2 separate regions of the Arachis hypogaea genome follow, and region 1 is linked to region 2. A link is a contact called in public Hi-C data. All regions are on one chromosome and are shown on one strand. Each heading gives the region's core, a stretch centred on a gene start, on an enhancer-like site or on the middle of the called end of the contact. The rest is flanking DNA. Distances are from core to core; before and after follow the strand shown. Region 1 has its middle 19 kb from the start of LOC112737356. Region 2 holds the start of LOC140176556.

Evidence for each region. Hi-C and Micro-C count contacts between places; a contact is called where the count stands out from the background.
Region 1: a contact with region 2 is called in a Hi-C map of leaf, with 4 times the contacts expected there. The contact joins the enhancer-like site here to the promoter of LOC140176556 in region 2. A contact is called at or near these places in 7 of 8 Hi-C or Micro-C datasets (leaf and an unstated tissue).

What each region holds. Positions count from the first base shown.
Region 1 is chr2:11,031,254-11,033,953 of arahy.Tifrunner.gnm2.J5K5, reverse strand. It overlaps the pseudogene LOC112737350. Among protein-coding and RNA genes, the nearest start is that of LOC112737356, 19 kb to the left of the region's middle. Within about 2 kb of position 1,278, at least 2 of the 3 cell types and tissues checked have open chromatin away from gene starts, as enhancers often do.
Region 2 is chr2:10,996,204-10,998,903 of arahy.Tifrunner.gnm2.J5K5, reverse strand. LOC140176556 reads right to left here and starts at 1,289. Exons shown (of 1, transcript XM_072208080.1): 1 at 669-1,289. The coding sequence starts at 1,289. The coding sequence ends at 669.

The DNA.
Region 1 (2,700 bases), core at 29-2,528, 35 kb before region 2:
CCTCCCACTCAAACAACAGAATACAATTTCCATTGCTTAAACTCAACCAACCAACTACTAGCACATCAGAATCATACTTATTTTCAACTCAAAATAGCTCATAATCAAATGCATTTTAATCAAACTTCACACTGAGAGAGATTTAGCCAAAAACTATATTTAACACACAAAAAAATAAAATAAAATAAGAAGTGAAGTATCAATCCTCTAGCCTGACTAAAACAAAGCATTCCTTAACTAATTATTCAAAGATTTACATTAAGTAAAATAGTGCTAAAAGAAGAATGTTGATGCGGAACAAACCTGGAAGGAGAGAGAGGAGAGATTTGCGAAGCTGAGAAGGCATTGTGGTTAGGAGAAGACGAAGGAAGAGATGTAGGGGAAGAAGCAGAAGGAAAAGAAGCGGAAGCTGAAGCTGAAGCTGAAGAAGAAGAAACAGAGGGCGGCGATTGAGTGAAGCCAACCTTCTCTCTGAAGTCCTTAAGCAACGTCCCCCATTTCATCGTTCTCCTACCTCTCGATCCTTCAAACACATCAACAACACAGTTAATTTCAACAGATCCACAACAACAACATGAAAAAAGGAAGAAAATCTGCGATTATTACAGCTCCGAATGCGTTCAACCGTGCCGATTCAAAAAATAAAAATGGCAGGGAAGGTTCAGCGCCAACCGAGATCCGCCACCACCACCACCAGATTGCGATTCGAAATACCTCCAGATTCGTGAAAAAATTGAAAGTTCTTCGCGGCGTTTTTTTTTCTTTCTTTTTCTTTGTTCGTTCTTCTCTTCCCTAATTTTTTACTATCATTTTAAATTTTTTTCTGGTTTCTTTCTTCTTCGTCGTCGTCGTCGTTGAGGTCTTCGATCAATCTAGCTTCCTCTAATTTCTCGGAAAATGTTTCGCAGCCCTAGAAAGCGGAGGGAGAAGAGAAGAAGAGAGCTAAAAACGAAACGGTGTTTTTTTTTTCTTTTTTTTCTTTTGTGAGAGGTACTGATGTTTGTTCGTTTGTTGAGAGAGAAAATAATTAAATTGGAAAAAAAGAAAAAAGAAAATAGGAAGAAGAAGAAGAAGAAAAATAAAGTAAAAAAGGAAAATGGAGAATTTTTTGGAAAAAAAAAATTAAAATTGTTGCGGGGACGGCCTCTTTATTTTCTTTTTCTTCAACCTATTTCGCTTTTGTGTTTTGCTGATGGTATTTATATGTGCAAGTTAGTGTGCGTGTTTTTTTTTTCTGGTACAGTTTTTCTTGTTCTCTTTTCACTCCCTTTGTCCATGTCAGCATAGGGTCCACGAATTGGAGGGATCCACGTGGAAGCCCGTGATTGAAGGGAGCAAACGTGAAAGCCTCTTCTCTCTCACTTTGTTGGCGTCTTTGGTCTGCATGAGATTTGGTCTTCAAAGATTATAATATTAAGTTTGACATTTGATTTGTGGCCTGTCCCATGTTGTTGATTTGCACTTTCCTCTTTAATTTAAGAATTTAATTTTCATATTAATATAAAATAATTTTATACCTTAATAAAAATAGTTATCTTTTATGTTTATCATGTAAATAGTCTTTAAAAAACAAATATAAATTAATAAATATGTAATAAGTTTTATACTATTAATTAATTATTATATTAAATTTTTAAAATATTACTAACTAATTAATTCATTCTTCTATTACATTCTGTCAAGAATTTATAAATCTACCATTTCAATCATTAAATACTTACATGGTAATTTTTTTTCTTATGGAGCTATAAATTTATTATAAAGTTTTTCAAAAATATAACTGTCATATTACTCTTATTAATTAAGTAATATTAAAGATTATCATTTATTGGGAACTATTTTGTGAGCTAGACCAATAATAATAATAATAATGCAATGACATTTTTTTTCTTATTTAAGGCTTATCTCATTTTCTTTATTTATAAGTTTCTCTAGGATATATAATTATACATGTTTGATAGAAATATTTTTTGAAGTTTTTTTATAATATTTTTTAGTCTGATAAATTAAAAATTAATTTATTATAAATCGAAATTTCATTTAAAAATTTATTATTGACCAATAAATTACTACATATACAAAACAAAATTCAAACACTTAAACGAACCACTCGACCAACCATGGATTTGTTAATAATGCTGAGGAGAGGCATTATTTCAAAGCAGATTAAATTACATTAAATTTCTTAAAGACAAAGCCTTGTGAGTTATGTGACGTAGATAGGTTCCTTTTCTTTTGGGGCATTGCCATTTTACGCTGAAGGAGTTGTTGCCAAATGCCAATATCTTTCCAATTTCTTTATTTATTAAATAAATCTGCCAAATTAAAGAATGTCTGCTATAGTGCTATGTTTTCCTTTTTTTGTATTTTTTTAATGTCTTTTAAATAATTTGAATGAAAGTTCTATCTTCTGCCAATTTTATAATGGTTTGATTTGATTAGAAGTTTTCATTTAAGCAAATTTATCTTTGCAACATACTTATTATCAAAACTTTTATATCGTATGCTTACGAAAATCATGCAATTCTTACAAAGACATTTAGACATTTTCTCTAACATTAATTGGATATCTATCTATTCATTGGTGGTAATTAAATTAAATATACAAAAATATAATTTGATAATTTAATGTGTTGATTTAAGAGGTTCAACCTTTTTCCTTATTCAAATTTTGTGATTGACAAGAAAAAATAATTGAAT
Region 2 (2,700 bases), core at 40-2,539:
ACTATTAATCTTGTCACGTTGCATAAACTTGATGTCTGGTCTATGTTTCGCAGTAGCATTACAGTGACTCTTAGCTTCAAAGTCAACTTGTGATTGGGTAGTCCCGAGCATTTGATGTCATTTAGGAACTCTGGTGTGAACCACTCTTGTTGTACATCTTCATTCTCATCAGCTTGACATGTTGTGTCAGAGCTCAAATACTTCTTTTCCATCCCTGGAAAGATTGTCAAGACAAAATCGTTTACTTTCTCGACACTCTCAAGCGTGGGTGCAAGAGTTGCCCTTCTCTGAAAATACCTGTAATTTGACATGTTTTGCAACAAATTTGGATATGCAAAGTCTACCAAATGAGAGAGAGGGTCATCAGTAGTTGTAATCAATAGATCATCTGGAATTTCAACTTTTGATTCATCACCAACAACAGAGCCAATATTTCCATTTCTAACATCAAGTATCCAATTAGCAAATCTCTTCATTTCACCATCATCTTGATCTGAAGAAGACATTAGAAGCCTCATATTCGTATGCAGTTTCAGAACCTTACAAAATAACCACAGATGGGATGAGTTAATAGCGGATGCCAATATATCTTGTCTACTTCCTTTCGGAATCACCGGAAGTATCTGTCTGAAATCACCTCCTAGAACAACAACCTTACTACCAAATGGTTAATGTGTCTTATGTTGATCAGTAACTGACATAAGATCCTTGAGCGTCCGATCAAGTGCTTCAAAGTACATTTTATTGAGCATTGGAGCTTCATCCCAAATTATTAAGCTATTTTTGATGAGCAGCTCAGCCTTCAAACTGCCATGCTTGATGTTGCAAGTAGATTCATCAGTAATTGTAATGGGTATTGAAAATCTAGAATGAGCCGTTCTGCCACCAGGTAGGAGTAAAGAAGCAATTTCATTGAATGCGACATTTAAAACAATCTTTCCTTTAGACCGAATAGCAGAAGAAAATCCATTCCAAATAAATGTCTTACCACACCCACCATGACCATAAACAAAGTAAAAACCACAAGAGTCTGTAATAATAGCATTGAGTATCTCATCAAATACTAACCTTTGCTCATGAGTTATCTTTTGTTCTGTATATAAGTTTGTATGAGTCAACTCATTTGTGTCATATGCTAACCCCTCCTCTATTAGCTTATTCTGAAAAAGGCGAATATCAGACATCTCAGGATATGACATTGATTGATAGTCTTTTAAAGATCTCGCATTGCTGTTGAGTATTTTCTCAATCTCAATAAGGCAGAGATTTTTCAATTCGTCATCAGTCATGTTTAGTCCTAGCAAAATCACATGGTGGTTTTATGAAATATTTAATAAGTAATTCCAAAATAAAACTATTAATATTATCAATAAAAATAAAGATAATAAGAGAATACAATCTTGATATAAAAAAAACACATAGTAAAATACCTTGGTTTTTCAAAGTTTTTCTCCTCTCATATAGTATTCCATCAGCTAATAATGTCCAAGTTGCATTCCAAACACGCTCTGGGTTGCTAATGCTATTAGTAGCATCGCAAATAGTTTTCTCAATTGATGACCAGATGCAAGTTCAGCTACCTCATTAATAGCTGTAATGAATTTCCTATCATCGTACAGTAGTCCCATGGAATAGCAAGCATCTTGGAAGTTAGAATATGTAATTCCATTAACTGTCCTAATAGACTCATATGTTGTGCAACCTCTCTGAATAGCTAACAAAATTCTCATATAATAAATATCACATGTACCCGGTGGAACATAATTTAACCTCCCGATAGAATATCCTCTTTTGCGTGGATACCATTCCCTTGATTCTCTATCATAAACAAATTGATTTGGAAACTCAGCATACGTCAAAGTTTGACCTGCTTCAAATTTTTATTGGCCTCCATCCATGCTAAGAACATCGTACATTTTCCTTCCTCTTCTTCCGGAATTTCTTTAAGATCGTCATCATCTTTAAAGATGATATTTTGCTCTCCAGGCAAATGAAAGGTTAACCTCGTCACTGAAGGCCACCTTTGATGAATATCATACGCTAAGATTCTCCACACAGTCTCACATGCAGACAAATATCTACAATCATAAAATTGTTTGATCTCATCAATAACCTGAGCATCCTCTCCACTGGAAGCTTCATTTGTAACTCCAACTGCTACCCTGTCTGGACCTTTATTCACGTACTTGAACAAATATTTGATAGCATTCGACTTGTTACAGTACTCAACATTAACATGCGCTTAATAAGACATCAGTAGATATGCATTGTATGGAACCATATTTCTATTATCCATATGGACTCCCTTCTTCTTAGTAATCACCCCTGTGTCTCGTCTTCTATGTGATGGGTATCTACTATCATCGATAACTGTGGTTCTACTGAATGTCTTGGGATAATATTTGGTGCAGTACCTATCTTTCATGCAGGGAGATTTTGAGAATGCTCTACCACATGATCCATGAATCATATATGTAGATACAATTCTAAATAATTTTGGGTACCGAACAGGATCTGTTAACTCTGAAGATATTAACTGATCAATTTGAGTTGTCGTTGTTATCTTATGGTCTCCACTTAACCATAAAAGAATGTGAGCATGTGGTAGATCTCATTTTTGAAATTCCACCGTATACATCCCTTATACCAAAAAGACAAAAAAAATATTATATTTAGACTATCTATTCTATGTATATGCTT